Regions from separate parts of the Zea mays genome. Here regions 2 and 3 are each linked to region 1. The links are chromatin contacts, called in public Hi-C maps. All regions are on one chromosome and are shown on one strand. The core of a region is the stretch at or near the end of the contact, and the rest is flanking DNA. Distances in the headings are between cores, read along the strand shown.

The links. A called contact is a pair of places that touch in the nucleus more often than the background predicts.
Region 2: a Hi-C map of leaf shows a contact between it and region 1, with 8 times the contacts expected there. The contact joins the promoter of LOC542533 here to the promoter of LOC100272400 in region 1. A contact is called at or near these places in 7 of 25 Hi-C or Micro-C datasets (bundle sheath, ear, endosperm and 2 more) and 2 of 3 datasets of contacts at active chromatin or transcription factors (leaf and seedling).
Region 3: a Hi-C map of ear shows a contact between it and region 1, with 2.1 times the contacts expected there. The contact joins the promoter of LOC103649967 here to the promoter of LOC100272400 in region 1. A contact is called at or near these places in 3 of 25 Hi-C or Micro-C datasets (ear, leaf and tassel).

Annotation. Positions count from the first base shown.
Region 1 is chr3:38,464,564-38,468,019 of Zm-B73-REFERENCE-NAM-5.0, reverse strand. It overlaps LOC100272400, which reads left to right and starts at 1,581. Exons shown (of 7, transcript NM_001146880.1): 1 at 1,581-1,899; 2 at 1,999-2,202; 3 at 2,713-2,768. The coding sequence starts at 1,681.
Region 2 is chr3:38,647,160-38,650,836 of Zm-B73-REFERENCE-NAM-5.0, reverse strand. It overlaps LOC542533 (calmodulin 2), which reads right to left and starts at 1,610. Exons shown (of 2, transcript NM_001112077.2): 1 at 1,351-1,610. The coding sequence starts at 1,426.
Region 3 is chr3:38,271,901-38,275,294 of Zm-B73-REFERENCE-NAM-5.0, reverse strand. It overlaps LOC103649967 (NAC domain-containing protein 74), which reads left to right and starts at 2,023. Exons shown (of 5, transcript XM_035966187.1): 1 at 2,023-2,510.

The DNA of each region.
Region 1 (3,456 bases), core at 332-2,831:
CCTACACCAAATTCTTCTGGACTCTTCTAGCTGCCGCGAGGGCCATTGGGGAACTCCCATCGCTACTCGCCAGTGGCTGAGACAGAGCCCGGGCTTCTTTCGTCGGTGTCCTCTTGGACCGCGCCACGCAGTTCTCTAAGCTCACTATCCCCTTCTCGAAGAAGGTTGTGGCCGTATGGGAAGGCGGTGAAGAAGGAGAATACAGAGGAGAAGCTTGCTGGCGGCGACAGGAAGCCGATATACATGCATGTGTGACCCCAGCAGGTTCACGCCACGGACTGCCACATCTCGCCGAGCAGGTACTTTTGCTGAGCCGCTAATGCCGTGTTTGTTGGGCTTAAGCTAGCTGCAAGATTTACCATATTACCTTTTCGAAATTTAAGCTTTATGATTTTGGCTTAGCAAAGCGAGTGTCGGATCTGTGCTTTATTGGATGAATATATGGCTTTAGGAGGAACTGGTTGTTTAGATCGACCGGTGCAGTCCCGCAGATTGGGATCTGCATGGTTACTCTATTCTAAAAAAAACAATGGACTAAGTATAAATTTATACACCTATATAAGTGAAGCAAGCACTTATATCATTGTCAGATACAACAGACCTAGCTAATCTTGGAAATGGTCTTCAGCATTTGGGGTAACCCTTTCATTCTCTGGTCATTTAATATTTTTTTATCGAAATGGTCATTTAATGTGTTGTTACTTTGAACTGTATAATTTACAACTGGTCATTTAATGTTTTTTAAGATGATATTAGATTTCTATGATTCACAACCAGTTTCATGTCTCTTAAGGGAATGTTATATTTGGTTTTCTACGCGCGCGGGGCGCGCATCAGTTACTAGTAGACTATGTATACATTGAGTACGCGAGATATGCCCGATCATACAGGCATACCTGCTAGATACACCCCTGCGTGGCGGGCGTTCAGCTAGTGTGAACACGACTAACAACAACTGAGCATGTATTTATTTAGACCCTGTTTGGTACGGCTCCGGCTCCTCTAAAAATGACTCCGGCTCTAACTTCTCTTCAAAAATAACTCATCTATAGGAGCCATGTTTTTTTAACAAATCGTTTGATAAAACGACTCTTCATGACGTGAGAGGAGGGGAATGAGAGGAGTCGGTAGGAGCCAATTTTTTTGGCTCCGACTCCTCTCTTAAAAATGGCTCCAGCTACTCAGTGATCTTTATTGGGAGTTATTTTTTAAAGACCGTTTAGGACTGATTTAGTGACAAAGGGATCATGAGATGATTGGAGGGGATTGAGGGGGAAATGAACTAATTTCCTCCTCAACCCCCTCCAATTTCCCATGATCCATGGTCACCAAATTAGTCCTTAGAGGGCTCCTCCAAGAGCCGAAGTCGGAGCCGGTTTAGAAGCCCTACCAAACTGGCACTTAGGATAGTATAGTTATTATACACAGTAATTAATGTATTTTAGTTAAATTCTAATCAATCAAACCAAATAGAATTTTTTAGTAACTAAACTTTAGTGAAAAAAAAAACAAAAACAAACGGGCCTTCATCCGTCTCGCGCCAGGCGCCCAGGCCGATAGTTGTCTACGGGCCAAATCATCGACTGCGGGAGCTTATCCGCACTCCGACCGGTGCCACCTCCAAGCTGAGCCCGCTCCTAGACTCCCAGTCCCCTCCGCAGTCCGCACCGCCGCCTCGCCATGGAGGCAGCTGCCGCCGCCTTCTTGTCCCCTCCCCGCGTCGCCCTCGACGTCCGCACACTCTTCTCCCCGCCCCGTTGCCTCCCCGTCTCGCCCTCATCCCAGCTCCGCCTCGCTGCCCGCCCCCGCGCGCTCGCCGGCGCCAAGCCGCGGTTCCTGAGCCCCCATCGAGAACCCGCCGTCGACGGCGGTCGCGGCGCCAGGGATGTCGTCGCGATGGTACGGTCCGCGCTTGGCCGAGCTCTGGGGAGCGAATTTGGCGTGTCTGGAGTGCGATAACGCCTAAATGGTGTTTTTGTCTGTTGTTGGTGCCTGCAGGTGGTGCCGTTCCTGAGGGGGGCCGCGTGGGAGCAGCCACCGCCGGACTTGGCCTCGTTCCTGTACAAGAACCGGATCGTGTACTTGGGGATGTGCCTCGTTCCGTCGGTCACGGAGCTCATGCTCGCCGAGTTTCTCTACCTCCAGTATGACGACGCCGAGAAGCCAATCTACATGTACATCAATTCCACTGGCACCACCAAGGTTTGGTGCTGCTTCTGATTCACCTTTCCTTGATTTCCTTATGACCATGATAACTTTTTCACTCGGTTTAATTTTGGACCTTTTCCTTCTTAATACAATGATGCCCAACTCTACTGGGCGTTCGGGAAAAAAAAATCCTTATGGCGATTATTACTTGGTTGTGTCAAATGAGTGCGGACGTAGGTCGGAGCTCACAACCAAAATGGAAACACACCTACCTAGGAAAACAATAAACACGATAAGGCTACGAGCTTAAAGTATGCCTGGGTTATTTGACAGACCTATGGCTCCAAAAACCTTTGTGTAGTGGGCATCAATTTATCTTAGCCTGTGGATTTTTGGTTCTTTAATCATTAGTTTTGTTCACCTAGACTATGTGTAAGTTTATTTGTTTTCTCACCCACAGAGCACCGAGTTTTCTATTTTTTTTTGTAGGAACGTATCTCTTAACAATCACAGATTAATTCTTGCTCTAATCCAATCTTCATATCATCTTTCTCCCTCATTCAGAATGGCGAGAAGTTAGGCTATGAGACAGAAGCTCTTGCAGTATATGATGCTATGAGGTCAGATTTGACATACTATGTATTTATACTGCTTTCTTGTTCCTTGCAAATCTATTTCTATTCCTGATACCCCTCTTATTGACTTGACTTGGCTGATGCTTTCCACATGTTCTCGATGTGAACTTGTATTGTAGTTAGCTCATTATAAGAAGCATGCCTGTTTTTGTGTCTGCCTGGCAAGCACGTGGACTGAAAAACTTGGATTGGACCCATATATTTTACCTTCTTTGTAGATTGGATCGGAGCTCTTTTGTATGGAAAAACAAATAGCTATTGAGTCCATGCTACTCATAAGAAACATGTCTATTTTTGTGGTTGGCAAGCATTGACTTGAAAAGCTCTGACCGAACTCAAATATTTTATCTTCTATGTAGATCGGGGCTCTTTAGAATGGAAAACAAGCTACTGAGTCCATGCACTACCTCATTTTCACATCCCACCCATGCCTGCTTACTAATTAGCCCCACTTGAAACTAGTTTTTTTTTGTCCCTGACCAAATACTATAACTATAACACTTGTCCAAGTTCTCTTCGGGTCAGTTCTATGTTTATTGCACTCCATGTCAAGATGATATTTTGCCCATTAATTTTTATCTCAATACGTTAATAATATAGCATTATGGAAGTTTTTTATGAATCTGCCAGTACCTTTTTTTATCCACTCTTATTACTTTAGAGCAACTCCAAG
Region 2 (3,677 bases), core at 361-2,860, 180 kb before region 1:
TTTTTGGAATAGAGGGAGTATTACTTCTGCAATAAATCCATATAGATGTCATTTACTCCTACAGCCATGCCCATCAATTAGCATGACGGGGAACAAAAGCCTATGGTGTTGTTTGCTTACAACATGCAAATGGTGGATGGCAAAATTTGCTAACTTTAGCAAATCTTGCAACCATCAGTTCTTTAGCACAAAGCAATAGTTCTAAGTTTTTTTTGCCAATTAGTCCAACAGTAAAATGAACAATTCGCTTTGAGCACACAATCACGGTACAACAAATTGTGAGGGGATGAACCATAAACTCGTAAGGCTATCTCCAGCATCTTACTCATCCCCATCCACTATTTCAAACTTCACTCTATAAACAGTATAGTCTACGTACAAAACAGTATTTTGCACGGTCATATGCACGATCTGCTGGTCATAGCCTAATGGAACTTGCACCTTTTACCCACAAAACATCAAAGGTGCTAACACCTTTACATCATAATGCGACGTGATGTAACCGAAACCCAGTGGCTAGCTCCAATACCTGCTAATTCATTCTATATGCCTTGCGCCGATGACACACCACACATCATCTTCCCTGCCATGCACATGCCCACTGGCAAGTGACTCATCATGCCCCTACAACCCCCATGGTGCCATATGATTGCACCATGTTGCAGAGTTCACCACCTTCAAGCTATTCCTGCCGACTAACTAGTGACTCCACATGTTCTCATAACTTCCCACAATTAGGATCACAAAACAGTGCGCCCTGCGCTACATCCAAGCTGCAGACAGCAGCATCCGCCGCCACCATGTCCATGCTACCCGCACTGGTTCCACCTCCTCACACGATCGAATGCTTTCTACCACCTCCTCACATGATTCAATGTTTCCTAGTATCCCTATGCCGGTTTACCATAATGAGGGAACTCTCATGATGTGGAATGATTCCTTGGCTGGGATTCTACAGAACCTCCAATCGTCGGGTACTACACCCACCCGGCCATCCGGTCGATCTGCGTCCAAATTTCCACAAGATCACACATATGTCACCTCCACGCGGCTCCGGGGTCAAAAGCAATTTGTCTCCCCGTTGGGGATCCGACTCAGAAATTGCAAGCACTAGTCGTAACGTGATATAACCCGCGGGAGATAAAGAGGGCGTGAGATCTGCATCTGCATGTCGAGATACTCCGAGACCAAAAAAAAACCTACCCCGCGATCCGCTTGATGCGAGTTGCCACTGACACACCAGTGGTCATGTGAGATCCCCCGTCGCTTCCGTGACGCGAATCTACTATACCACATCAAGCCGCGCACGTCGGGACACAGGGAGAGAGAGAGCGGGGGCGTGGCGAATACCGTCGCCGTCCTTGTCGAAGAGGCTGAAGGCCTCCTTGAACTCGGCGATCTGTTCGTCGGTGAGCTGGTCCGCCATGGCAACCCGAGCGGGGATCTGACGGAGGGAGGGAAGCAGGCAGGAAGGCAGAGAGGCAAACCGCGAATGGAGGAAATCTGGAAGGGGGACAGGGGAGAGAGAGAAAGACAGAAGCAGAGGACAGTGCGGTCAGCGGTCAGAGACAGTCGCAGACCGACCAGTCTCTCGTGGTCGTGTACTCGTGTGTCCCACCTTCCACACCGGTTCCATCCGATTTATACAGATAAATCTAACATTTTAACATAAATATATACATAAATATATACAGAAATTATGATTAATTTTAGTCACGTTATTGATAATATTATAAAATACAAAGAATAAAATTTTATTTATAAAAAACATATTTTCGTACCAGTATCTAAATTTTATATCAATTTTTAAAAATATAGAACATATTTAAAGTTTACTTTTGTGAATATTAATAGGTTCAATGCTAAAACAAGAATATAAATTTATATATATCAAATTTTATGTTATTTTTTCACAATTAAAAAAATTAACATCCGAATAATTATCTAAATCCATGCTCGTCATGGGGTTTGGTTCACCCGACTAAAATTTAGTTCCTGTCATATTAATTGTTTAATAATAATTACATATATTAAATACGGTCTAATTATTAAAATAATAATTACATATATGAAGACTAAAATAAGGAATGGATTTATTAAAATTAACTAAGTCTATATTTAATATTTATAATTGATATTCAAATATTTGATGTGACACGAACTAAACTTATCTGGACAACCAAACATCCAAGTTTCAACTAGAGCTAAACGTTGTCCACAATATCTTTATCCTTGATGAGGGTATATGTGTACATTTAAGTCGTCTCGGCATGACACGACTTGTTAAGGCACATCCCATTAAAGCATGACCCAAATTGTTGATGAGGGTATATGTGTACATTTAAGTCTCAGATGTGTCAGACCGATCCAGATAGCACAAAACGTTGTAATGCGTTAGATTGAGTCTATATAAAAAGAATAGTGTTGGGGACTTATTCTCAAATGCTATGAATTAAGAACAAGACAACATAAAATATTAAATATTAAAGCCATTCGTTCTTCGAAGCATTATTCCCCCTTGAATATAATGGACTTCGGACGAAGGTTATGAAAGTCATACCTTCGTAATCATAATAAAAGATAAGAAAAGACATGCATAAAATACGGAAAATAACATGATTACTATGAATATCATTATTAATTTATTTCTATTTATTTTACTTATATAAACAATAACAAATTACAAATGTACCTTCGGCTTGAAGGAAAGTAAGAGTACAAACGAGATGTCAATGCCAAGTCAGCGTGAACAGTACGGGAGTACTGTTCATCTATTTATAGGCACGGGACGCAGCCCATGTAAAATTACATTAATGCCCTTTGCTTTTATCAATAACTCTATAGTAATTCTCTAAGGTCTAATTTGGCTTTTCATCTTTAAGTCGGTTCCCCTTTTTGAGAGCACCTAGAGGGGGGGTGAATAGGTGATCCTGTAAAAACTTAAACTTATAGCCACAAAAACTTGTTAAGTGTTAGCACAATGATTGCCAAGTGGCTAGAAAGGAGTCTCAACAAAACACAATACCACAAAAGATCAATCACAGAGATGACACAGTGGTTTATCCCGTGGTTCGGCCAAGACCAACGCTTGCCTACTCCACGTTGTGGCGTCCCAACGGACGAGGGTTGCAATCAACCCCTCTCAAGCGGTCCAAAGACCTACTTGAATACCACGGTGTTTTGCTTGCTTTTTCTCAATCCCGTTTGCGAGGAATCTCCACAACTTGGAGCCTCTCGCCCTTACAATTGAAGTTCACAAAGAAACACAGAGCAAGGGGGAATGAGCAACGCACACAATACTTCAAAAGATCAGAGCAACAACACGCACACAAGTCGCAACAAGAGCTCGCAACACAACTTAAAGAGTTCACAACTCCACAAGAGCTCTATATGCTATCACAATGAAACGAATGCGCGAGATCGATGTCTTGGTGCTTAGGAATGTTGTAGGAATGCTTGGTTTTCTCCTCCATGCGCCTAGGGGTCCCTTTTATAGTCCCAAGGCAGCTAGGAGCCGTTGAGAGCAGTTCTGGAAGGCTGATCTTGCCTTCTGTCTTCGGGCGCACCGGACAGTCGGGTGCACACCGAACAGTGTCCGGTGCCCGATTCCTTTCCTTAAATGGCGAAGCCGACCGTTGCAGATCTGGGAGCCGTTGGCGCACCGGACAGTCCGGTGC
Region 3 (3,394 bases), core at 774-3,273, 190 kb after region 1:
CAGCATTTGAGCATTAGCTACCTCACTTGAAGCATCAACAGACTCAAGAAAGAAGGTCCCTGCTGGACTGTTGGCAAGAAAATTTATTATGTGGCGTTGCCTCATATCAGTCCACCCATCAGACATAAGACTGCACCCATATTCTTTCCAAGCCTCCTCATGTTTCTTTCTCAATTCTGCTGTCCTGTCCACAGCTCTATCAAGCAAAGGAACCCTAGTGTCATGGTATGATGGTGAGCGATATCCAGGGCCATACTGCCCAATTGACTCAAGCATAATCTCCCAACTTCTAGATTTAACAACATTTAATGGAATATTATTCTCATATAGGAAATCAGCAACATGGTCATCAACTATTTGTTTGGCCTCCTTATCTTTTTTGGTGCAGTGCTCAAGTGTAGATTGAGATGTTTTAGATCTATGCCTCTCAGCAACCACTTCTTCTGGTGTCTTGCAAAGCATAGAACTCACTGACTTAGAGTGCTTCTGAGTTTGTGGTTTTGGTGGTGCTGAAACAACAAATGCACTAATGGCTGACTGATTTATCTTCTTCTTCGCTTGCTTAACCTTAGTCCCAGAACTTGGTTCAGCTGCAACTTGTTCTTTTTTTACCTTCACTTTCATCTTCTCCACCATCTTCATCCACATTCACAACCAAAGACCTTGCATTCTTCCTTAGGTAAGCAAGCATCTCTTTTGAAACCAATTCAGGCACACTACCACACTTCATTGTATCACCAAAACCTCCAGCGAGATGTTGCTTGAACCTTTTTATCCCAGAAGGGATGATCTTCCTACAGAAAATGCACTGCACAAAGTCCTTCTTTGTAGAATCTGGCCACCAACCATATTTCCATCCTGGGTCTTGTGATTTGGCTTTCCTCTTCACGTCAACAGCTTGGGATGCAAGCTCTGGTGGAAGTGCTGCTATAGCCTTTTCAACAAAAGCAGCAGAGTCTAAAGTAGCAGAAGCTGCTGAACCAGGAGCACCACCTGATGCGGCTGATGATTCTACATTATTCATAATAACTTCCACTTGTGCACGGCCAGCAACAAATTCTGTATAGGGCAGCAGGCCAGCAACACAGCATTGGTTGAATTGGGGGAGCAGGAGGGACAACAGCAAGTCAGCAACCATCCACTACATGCAGTACAAAGAAGGAAGAAAAGTGGAGGGAGCAGGAGAAACCTTCAGATGATGTGCTCATCTCGCCACTGGTTTGTAGCCACAGCCGCTGCAGGACTCCAGGAGGGGCAGGGACGCAGGCTGCTGTGCCGCTGCCCGCCGGCTGTGCCGCCGCCCGCCGGTGTCTAGGAGGAGGGGCAGGGACGCAGGGGCAGTGGCGCAGTGCAAGAGAAGGGAGAGGCAGGGGGCGCAAGAGAGGAGACGTTGGCCAGGCCAGGGAGCCAGTGTTTGGCGGCTAGGGTAGAATAGGAGAGGAAAGGAGACTTGTAGTCACTATAGATGGGCTAAAAAAGACCCAATAACTGAACCCTAGCCAGGACGACCAGATCACACAAATCGGACGACTAGTCGATCTAGTCGACGATTAGTCGGACGACCAGAACGACTAGGCTGTCTAGTCGAGTCGTCCGCCAAATCGTGCACAAAATACCGACTAGCCCGACTAATCACGATTAGTCGGACGACTTGAAATCACTGGTTCTATGACATGCGACTTCTTTGGCGTTTCTCAACAGTTTGAACCGGCCATCTCCCACCGGTACGAGTGGTGAGCCGAGTTCAGACAACACTGGCGGCACGAGCGCCGAGGGAGGAACACAGGGAAGGCTTGCTCCACAAGACAAGTCCAGTGCGGCGTCCCCACCTGGCAGCGAGCCAGCAGCGGCACTTGGAACCGGATGCGTCCGAATCGCATCCAACGAGCCGCAGGCCAACGACCACGACCTCACTCACACATCCTGCCGTCCAATCCATCCAGCTACTCGGCGACTTGGTCAGGACTCAGGACGCCCGCGCTAAGCAAACGAAACGACCCAGCCCCGCGTAGCCAGCGCGTATAGTTAAAGACGCGGGCGCACGCAGCCCCCACGCAGACAAGCAGTGCACCCACAGCTTCCTGGCTGCTTCGTCCATCTCGCCCAATCGCCCTCCCCTACTACTCGCTCCCCACCACCCTACCTCTGACGCTTCCCCCACCCAGTGCCGCCACTCCCAGCCTTGACTCGTCCGCTGGGCCGAACACCGCCCTCGAGCTCTTCGCTGTGCCCCCTCCAGGCTCCTCTTCCCCGCACGGCGGCGCCGTCCTGGTGGTTACGCGGGGCGCCGGTCGGGCGCGATCGGCCGTGCGGGCACCTGGGCTCCGGAGAGGTGAGCCGATCCCGTCGTCGGCCTCGACGTGCCGTTTCTGTTCGTCTGGTGCTGGTGCCCTGGTCGGTGTGCGGTGTTTTTGTTGGGCGTTTATCTGTTCTACGCGTCCCTGGCGCTCGGGGTGCGACTGCGCGGCGTGTGCGGTGGTGCGGCCACGATGGTGGTGGATTCGCTTAGGGTGGGTGTGATATCTGCTGATCGCGCACTCGCTTAGTTAGGATTCGTTGCGTTTCTTTGGTCGGTTAAGGTTTCGGGTGCCGATCCTAGGTCGATGCTTTTTTTTTCGTCAACGGGGAATTTCCTATGACGTCCTGAAGAAGGGGTTTGGCTCTGATTGACGCCGTGGTCACTAGGCTGGGTGTTATTATTCTTCTTCTTCTGTGCGAAATCACGGGTCCTGAGATGTCACATGAAACGGGGATTCTGGCGTATCTCGATCGTGTCCAATGTCTTCTTTTCTTGCCTTCGATTGCATTCTGGCAGTGGGAAGGAGCAGGAGGGTTCTGCTTTTGTGGGCGGATTTTGAGCTCCTCGACCGAATTTGCAGAAGGTTCTGCTTATCTGGGTTCTTTTGTCTATCTTTAGAATTTTCTTGTTGTCTATCTTCAGTATTTTGTTTTTGTTACACTATATGCTGAAAAATGCCTCCATGTTTGAAAATGATGCAGTTTGTCCTTTTGTGTTTCGTGGGACTGGAATTGTGGAACTACCTTTGTTTTTTTTAGTATATGCTTTGATGGATTTTGTTCCACTAGCAAAATTTTACTTTGCCATATAGCTCCAAGAACTCAAATCCTTTTTGTTGTTGTTGTTGTAACGCTTTAGAAATTTCTGCTTTGTTTTGAGAGTAAAGCCCTCAAAGAATTTCTTCTACTGGAAGAGTTAATGAGCTCAAAATATATTCTGCCTTTGCTGGCATGGTTGTTTATCATAGATCATTTGACTGATCAATATATCTTCTGCATTTCTAGGCATGATTGTTTACATCTATCGTTTGAGAATCCATACTTTTGAATTGTTCTGGTTCTGATCATGCTTGTGCTTTTGTTTGTGTTTTGTGGT